Regions from separate parts of the Mus musculus genome. Here region 1 is linked to region 2. Evidence: chromatin contacts called from public Hi-C data. All regions are on one chromosome and are shown on one strand. The core of a region is the stretch at or near the end of the contact, and the rest is flanking DNA. Distances in the headings are between cores, read along the strand shown. Region 1 has its middle 22 kb from the start of Acsm4. Region 2 overlaps Pdilt (protein disulfide isomerase-like, testis expressed).

Evidence for each region. Hi-C and Micro-C count contacts between places; a contact is called where the count stands out from the background.
Region 1: a contact with region 2 is called in a Hi-C map of liver, with 2.4 times the contacts expected there. The contact joins two enhancer-like sites. A contact is called at or near these places in 2 of 39 promoter capture datasets (liver and stem cell-derived epiblast-like cells), 1 of 484 Hi-C or Micro-C datasets (liver) and 1 of 9 other capture datasets (pancreatic islet).

The regions. Positions count from the first base shown.
Region 1 is chr7:119,665,593-119,670,122 of GRCm38.p6, forward strand. No RefSeq gene overlaps it. Among named protein-coding and RNA genes, the nearest start is that of Acsm4, 22 kb to the right of the region's middle. Within about 2 kb of position 2,484, at least 4 of the 459 cell types and tissues checked have an H3K27ac peak or open chromatin away from gene starts, as enhancers often do. A contact at or near this core is called in liver, where this site is marked.
Region 2 is chr7:119,488,477-119,492,772 of GRCm38.p6, forward strand. It overlaps Pdilt (protein disulfide isomerase-like, testis expressed), which reads right to left. Exons shown (of 12, transcript NM_027943.1): 9 at 3,173-3,293; 10 at 894-1,072. Among named protein-coding and RNA genes, the nearest start is that of Umod, 11 kb to the left of the region's middle. Within about 2 kb of position 2,170, at least 7 of the 459 cell types and tissues checked have an H3K27ac peak or open chromatin away from gene starts, as enhancers often do. A contact at or near this core is called in liver, where this site is marked.

The DNA.
Region 1 (4,530 bases), core at 1,234-3,733, 180 kb after region 2:
AAAATTATACTATTGACTCTTAGGGTACATATCACCTCACAAAAGTCAGAGATGTGTGAAAGGTGGTGTATAAACTGACAACATGACTGATTTTTTATTGTAGTTATAAGAAAGCAAGACAACTGGGAGAATCCAGAGCAAAGAGAGAAAGAAGTAGAAGCAGACTGACCATGGCCAGCTGATTAGACCTGGTCATGAGAGAAGTGGGAGCAGGGCAGATGGATAGAGATGGGTTGGGAGTGTGGGAAAGGAGAGAGAGAGAGAGAGAGAGAGAGAGAGAGAGAGAGAGAGAGAGAGAGAAGGAGAGAGAGAAGGAGAAGAAGAAGAAGAAGAAGAAGAAGAAGAAGAAGAAGAAGAAGAAGAAGAAAAGAAAGAAGAAAAGAAAGAAGAAGAAGAAAAGAAAGAAGAAGAAGAAGAAAAGAAAGAAGAAGAAAAGAAAGAAGAAGAAGAAGAAGAAGAAGAAGAAGAAGAAGAAGAAGAGAAGAAGAAGGAGAAGAAAGGAGGAGGAGAAGGAGAAGGAGAAGGAGGAGGAGGAGGAGGAGGAGGAGGAAGAGGAGGAGGAGGAGGAGGAGAGAAGAAAAGAAAGAAGAAGAAGAAGAAGAAAAGAAAGAAGAAGAAGAAGAAGAAGAAGAGAAGAGAGGAGAAGAAGAAGAAGAGAAAGAAGAAGAAGAAGAAGAAGAAGAAGAAGAAGAAGAAGAAGAAGAAGAAGAAGAAGAAGAAGAAGAAGAAGAAGAAGAAGAAAAGAGGAGGAGAGAGCAAGAGAGGGATGGAGGGGGAGAGGGAAAGTGAGGAAGAAAGAGAGAGGGCATACCAAAATAGCAGAGCTATAAGGGGAGTGGTATAGCCATGGGGAAGGAAGCCTGTGAGCTAGGGGGGCTTAGGGTAGGGGAAGAGGTGAGAAGAGTCCTGATACTAGCATGGCCTTTGAAATGGATAACAGGTTCTTGTGATTCTGAAGGAGCTTGAAGGCCAGCATATGCCATGGTATGCTAATAGACAGCCATTTGTCCCTTCTGCCTTTTGGATCTTGGGGAAATGGACAGGTGCATCAGCTTTGGAGACGAGCAATGGGGAGAACACGGACAGTTGTGACTAACAGATGTGATCCCTTCCTGAAAGGGGTGATTCCTCACTGGGCATATATAAGTGTAAAATTTGTTTTTCCTGAGAAATATGAATAAGAAGATGTTTGGGGGTTTGTTTGTTTATTTGTTTGGTCTCACGTAGCCCAGGCTGGTCATATATAACTGAAGATGGCCTTTAACTTCTGTTCTTCCTGCCTCTACATGCACATAATGGGATTACAGATGTGCATTCTTGGTCTTTGTGGTGCTGAGGCTTGGACCCAGGACCTTGTGCATGCTGGGTAAGCACTCTACCAATCGAGCTGCATCCCCAGCTCTACACTTTTTAGAGATTTTATTTATTCTATGTATATGAGTACACTGGGGCTGTCTTCAGCCACACCAGACAAGGGCATCGGATCCCATTACAGATGGTTGTGAGCCACCATGTGGTTGCTGGGATTTGAACTCAGGACCTCTGGAAGAGCAGTCAGTGTTCTTCTCTCCAGCCCCCAGCTCTACATTTTTAGAACTCTAAATACAATTTTATTCCAAAGTTAAAGGATCACTTTAAAACTGAGAAATAAACACATATAAACTTAACAGTGGACAGGAAACCTGGGCCTTCTGCTAAATCCCCATGAGTCATCCTCTTAAAATTCTCTGGGCATACCCAGAAGTATGCCCATACAATGTGAAAGACTGAGGGAAAACAACTAATCAAATGTGAACAATACATGTGAAAGTAGCACACGAAATATGCTTGTGAGCGTGAGCATGACTAAGAGAAACGCGCCCCTGTTTTACAATGCCTAGGTTATTAATCCAACCATAATCATGCACAGAAAATTGCTTAGCACAATTTCTATCACAATTTTCTTTCAACCTTCATGCCAGTTCTTAAAAAGACACTTAAGGACATATCTCTGAAGGACATACAAATTGTGTGTCAAAATAAGTGTATATAATATTAAGCATTGAGAACTAACATGCTATAAGAATGTGATTCCAAATAATCAATGATAAAAATTCACTTTCATATTTCATAAAATGACCCTTAAGCCAATCAGTAACAATACTGCAAGTTAATATGTAAATGAACAGAAAACTTGGAAAGTTATGGGAATGACAACAAATGCAATCATCATTTTACAAAATTGATATTTATGAGTATGACAAGAAGACATGAATGAAAATATAATCCCACCTAACCCAGACACCTAGCCTTAGTTTTGTGCAAAACAAATAAACAAAGCAAAACACCCTCTCCAAAGTGAGTTCTGGAACATTTTCCCTTTGACACTCAAACCTTGGTAAAGTACAGAGTGTACTTCTTGGAAGCAGCTACTACTTGACAGAGAGCAATAACCTGGATTGTAAGGGTCAAAGACACAGATCAAATATGCCAAAGAGCAAAGTCTGTCCTACCACTAGCTGGTGAAAGTCCTGAGTCATGGACATCCAGTTCCAGTTGGTGGCTGTCGGGATATTAACCGTGGTTCTGTAATCAGACATGGATGAAGCCCGACAGAACTTCTCTCTGAAAACCAAGCTTCAAGAGTGGATGGCCTAGAACAAGCAGATAAGCCACTTAACTGCTCAGGGGAGAGAAAGTCTTACTCACCCATGGGAATTTAGCCAGACAAAGTGAAAAGTAAAATAAAATAAAACAAAATAATAATAAGCATATTTCATCAAGGTTCATCATGGCATTCCCTTCTTGTGGGTGTGGATAAACAGAATAAATGTTCCTTACTTGAGGTTGGGTAAGTGCAACGATTCTGACTTTGAACAAGAGTCCGTGATCACTAGAGATTTCTGGAGCCCTTGTCCAGTAACCTAGTACAGGTCGGTCAAAACCAGTGTGACCATATCTATGGGATGTTCTCTTCCCTCTCTCTTAGCCCTTCCTCCTCCTCCTCCTCCTCCTCCTTCTCCTCTTCCTCCTCTTCCTCCTCCTCCTCCTCCTCCTCCTCCTCCTACTACTACTACTACTACTCCTCTTCCTCCCCTCCTCCTCCTTCTTCTTCTTCTCCCCCCCTTCTCTCTCCTCTACAAACAATACACACACACACACCTTTGTGTCCCTGTAATGGAGGGTGTGTGTGGCATTTCTGTAGTAAAGTGCATACTCTCACAGTAAGAAATGAACCTCTGCAACCAACAGATTGGGAAAGGATCTTTACCAATCCTAAATCTGATAGGGGACTAATATCCAATATATATAAAGAACTCAAGAAGCTAGACTCCAGAAAATCAAATAACCCCATTAAAAATGGGGTACAGAGCTAAACAAAGAATTCTCAACTGAGGAATACCGAATGGCTGAGAAGCACCTGAAAAAATGTTCAACATCCTTAGTCATCACTCCAGTCAGAATGGCTAAGATCAAAAACTCAGGTGACAGCAGATGCTGGCAAGGATGTGGAGAAAGAGGAGCACTCCTCCACTGCCGGTGGGATTGCAAGCTTGTACAACCACTCTGGAAATCAGTCTGGTGGTTCCTCAGAAAATTGGACATAGTACTACCGGAAAATCCAGCAATACCTCTCCTGGGCATATACCCAGAAGATGTTCCAACTTGTAATAAGGGCACATACTCCACTATGTTCATAGCAGCCTTATTTATAATAGCCAGAAGCTAGAAAAAAACCAGATGTCCCTCAACAGAGGAATGGATACAGAAAATATGGTACATTTACACAATGGAGTAGTACTCAGCAATTAAAACAATAAATTTATAAAATTCTTAGGCAAATGGATGGATCTGAAGGATATCATTTTGAGTGAGGTAACCCAATCACAAAAGAACACACATGATATGCACTCACTGATAAGTGGCTATTAGCCCAGAAATCTAGACTGCCCAAGATACAAAACACAGGAAACTCAAGAAGAAGGAAGACCAATGTGTGGATACTTTGTTCCTTCTTAGAATGGGGAACAAAATAGCCATGAAAGGACTTACAGAGACGAAGTTCAGAGCTGAGACAGAAGGAAGGACCATCCAGAGACTCCCCCACCCGGGGATCCATCCCATATACAACCACCAAACCCAGACACTATTGCATATGCCAGCAAGATTTTGCTGACAGGACCCTGATATAGCTATCTCTTGTGAGGCTATGCCAGTGCCTGGCAAATACAGAAGTGGATGCTCACAGTCATCTATTGGACGGATTACAGGGCCCCCAATGAAGGAGCTAGAGAAAGTACTCAAGGAGCTAAAGGGGTCAGCAACCCTATAGGAGGATCAACGATATGAACTAACCAGTACCCCACAGAACTGTGTCTCTAGTTGCATATGTAGCAGAGGATGGCCTAGTCGACCATCAATGGGAGGAGAGGAGAGGCCCTTGGTCTTGTGAAGATCATATGCCCCAGTACAGGGGAATGCCAGAGCCAGGAAGTGGGAGTGGATGTGTTGGGGAGCAGGGTGGGAGGATAATATAGGGGACTTTCAGGA
Region 2 (4,296 bases), core at 920-3,419:
TATTTTATAAAATGCTGCATGATCAGCAAGCAGTCATAATAGTTCCCCTTCCTTTGTGGGCCTTTAAAGGGGCTTTTTAATCATATAACTTAAGATCAGTGGCTCTTAGCCTCATCCTGTCAATCTAACCTCATTTTCTCCAGCTTCTCTACAAGCACCTTCTGGGATGAGATCATGTGCACTCACAGTGCTTTAGTCGTCCTGCCCAACTTATCACTCAGGTTATACATCCTACCTATAGTGTCCATGACCCCTTCTATAATCGAATTTAAATCTCTACGATTTTCCAGAGTCCCAAGTCCACATGAAGACTTTAGTTGTATATATCCTCCAGATTCTGCGCCCCCCACCCCGACCCATTTCATACATAGATGGACCTATGCCATTATGATTTTCCTTCCTCTCAGCCCCTCATCTCTGGAAGAAGGATCTTGACTCAGGCCTCTTTGGTTGATATCACTTTCCATCTACCAAAGACCCATAGAGAGTCTGGTTCTCCAGCCCTGGTGATGATGGTTGGGCACGAACTAGTATTCCCAAGTATAAAAAGGATTGTTGATGTCTGGCATACATTCTTTTATCTGGTAGCATTCCATCCCAATATTCCTGTACAGACATCCTTTATTCTCTGTGGTCTGAACTACAGAAAGCTTCAGCCTCTGTCCAATCAAAACATCCATATCCAGTTGATATAGAGATTGGTCAACAATGAGGAATGGACTCAAGTTGTATGCAATAATAAGTCTTAGAACTTGTGTGGTATATGCTGGAAAATATGAGAACATAATATGGACTAGAGCCAAGAATGTTCAGTAGAAGGCTGAGCTGGAGAGAAGCTGCGTTCCTGGTAAAGACCTAACATTTTCAACCACATGGTCCCAAGAGTCTCTCACCTCTTGTGAGTCAGTAGGGAAAAGCCTGAAGAATGGGTACTGTTCTGGGTTTGCCAGCTGAATGTCATTTGCCGTTATGTCAATCTTAGCAATGATGACTGTGGAGTGGTTTTGATACTTTATGCCCAACTCTTCCAGCAGTGGTAACAGCACCCTGCATTTCTCAGACCAGGGAGCATCTGGAAAAGAAGGATGTTTCTCAGCTCCTGCTGCCCAGGACTCTGGAAGCTGATGCCAAATCGCACCACTGCTGTCTTCTTACCGTGTATCTGCTCAGCAGGCTACACTCTCTTTTATTTAAAGCTTATCTTTATATCTCAGTATATGATCACTATTAAGTAAATCAGAATAAAAATTAAGCCTAGTCCTGGTGCTCTTAGACACTAACATTTTCCATGCATTAATATGGTCTTTGAAATAAAACAAAACAAAAGTTTTCCCGTTAGAATAGTGTTCCACTGCAGCTGAAGAGAAAACCAAGGAAAACATCTATGCCATTGTTATGTTTGAGGGAAAATGATGTGTTTATAGCACAGAAGTTAAGCTACTTGCCCAAGGTCATCCAGAGAATTAAGCAAAGGGAATAGGATCTGAATGACAGGTCACTTGGCCTTGATTGGACTACAAATATGGCATGGTATAAAGTTACATAACATATATTATTATGTAACAATCAAACACGCCTTTTGGTCCCTTGGAAGAAAATATGCTCAGGATGCTAAACAGGTATGTCTTAAAATTGTGACAACTACCCTTGGCAGGGGACACTGGCCTTTCTTGTGGAAAGTTCCTTGAGCTTTGAGTGGCCCAGACAGCTGGCCCTTTGGAAAGAGACCAGAACAGAGATTCAAAACAGGGGAAGCCAGACCTCACTGGTTTGCCCTCATCTGAAGTTCAGACCTCAAGAGTTTCACCCTGTGGGAGGAATGGCCTCAGAGGCCCTGCATTGTACTTTTGCAATCACATCTATCCATTTATCAACCAAGTACCCCCAGTGACCAAACCTCCTGCCTGCAGCACCCAGACACCCCCTGGAGCTTAATAGGCCCTGGCTAGGTACATGGAGGACTATAATGGCTGAAGCCCCAGGGTGCAATCCAACAGCCCTGCTTCTAAGAAAATGAAGCTGCTCTTGCCTTTCATCAGAAGCAAATGAGTGTTCTCAGAACTCTGTGTGTCCTGGAAGTAGAGAAAGGCTTCCCCAGCTCAGTGATGAAAGGGAGTAGAGAGCTATGACTCAGCTGTACAGCTCTCAGAAGCACTGTCAGCTGCCAAGTGTCTGCTTCATTGAGGTTGTGAAAGGGTGTACGATGGACTCGGCACAGGGATGGCTTTACTTTGGCTCTTAGTACTTACTGTATGACCTTGACCTGTATCGTGGAGAAAGTCAATGTGCCTTCCTCACCACCTTGCTAGACCCAAGCCTAGCCTGGTGCAGCAGCTCACTAAATGCTACCTTTGCCTGTCTGAAGTAGCTTTGGACTCACCTTCTGCAGTGTCTCATGGAAAGAAGGCTCTAGTTTGGAGAGGCTGGCATATAAAACAAAGATGATGGGAAAGGGCCACAGTCCTTAGTCAGTAGTGGAAATAATTATGATGGAGTAACAGCAGTCACTATTTGTGGAGTGCTTGCAACCTGCCATATACTATACAAAGTCCTTGACATGAAACATGTGTGCCCCTACCTTACAGGAACATTGGATGAACCAGATAAGGTCCAAAGTAGGGGAAATGTGGATGATAGTATGTATGTAGGTGCTGGAGCCAGACTGAAAATGGTCAAATCCAGTTTCTAACACTTACGGGTGATACTGGGAATATATATATATATAGATAGATAGATAGATAGATAGAGATAGAGATAGAGATAGAGATAGAGATAGAGATAGAGATAGAGATAGAGATTCTATTGAGTGATCCATGCAGGGAAGCACAGCAGTAGCTGCTTTCAAGAGAATTTGGTAGGTAATTAAATGACATAAGTATAGAGTGAATTGAATCAAGTCTGAGTCCTAACATACTATTGGATCCAACCAAGTCATGTTAGCCAGCCATGTTACCAATGTTACACACTATCCTAGGCCTGGATTAGGTGGAGAGCATTCATACATGGGAAGAATTAATGTGGCTATGGCTGCTGCCATCCTGAGCTCATCCTTTTGAGAGTCAGGATATAATCCTCAGGAGGGTTTAGAGACTGTACTGGCTAAGAATTCCAAAGTCCTACTTGCAAAGTATGGGAGCCCTTAGGTTCTCACTGTCTCTCTGGAGATACTTACAGAACATCACAAACACGTCCTTTTCCTTATCAAGGACGACCACATTGAAGTTCTTCCCCACGAGCTTCTTCACTGGCCCTTGGTCCCAATATTTTGGAATCTCTTCACTGGCTTTGTGTTTCTAGGAAGCAAATTCAAGAGGTCTAACACTCCCTGCTACAGAAAAGAACAAGCCACTGGTGTTCCCCACCTTTGCTAGAAACAATGAAAGGCTTTGTCTTGGAAAGACAAGCGCTCTTAAAGGATTTGCAAGGCAGAGATAGTCACAAACCCAGTGACAGCTCAGCACTGTCCAGAGCAGCCTGGGGTCAGGATGCTGAGAGGGACTCGGAGCTCTAGGCTGCAATTTATTCACACACAATTCTTGGGATTCTCAGATGACAGTGAGATTCATGTCACTAGTTTCTCAATTAGACTGCTCAAAAACAATGGCTTTCCTCATTATACTGTGAGAGTCAAGATCGAGGTGATTCCATGCCGGTGTCCCCCAAGCTCATCACTACTTTCCCTCTTGGCTTTCTTCAGCTATACTGATTGATCATCAGTTGCTCCAAAGCCTAAGCCACTTCCGACTGGTACCTTCTGCCCACTGCCTAGAAGGTCTTCTCTGAGTTCTACCCTGTGTCTTCTTCTATCCAGTTAACTCATAGTTATCCTTCAAGATGCTCTTTGGAGAAATGCTTTGGGATTTCCCAAATTATATGAGGTCCTGCTACCATAAGTTCTTTGAAATGTCCCCTTGTGTGGCTTTCAGAATTAGCATTCACTTCCTCTTTTCTATTCTTCTGCCATACTAGGTAGTATGCCATAAAGGACTTCTTTTCTTCTCTTATCAAGTATCTGCTCATAGAAAGGCCTCAGTAAAGAGCACACAGGGAGGGACCTACCCATAGTTCCAGCTGCATATGTAACAGAAGATAGCCTTGTGGAACATCAGGGAGAGGAGAGGCCCTTTGTTCCTGTGAAGGCTCGATGCCCCAGTGTAGGGGAATGCCAGGACAGGGAAGTGGGAGTGGGTAAGTTGGTGGGGGGGGGTGTAATGGGGGGGGGGAGTCAGAGAGGAAAGGGGATAGCATTTGAGATGTAAATAAAGAAAATATCTAATAAAAATTAAAAAATAAAGT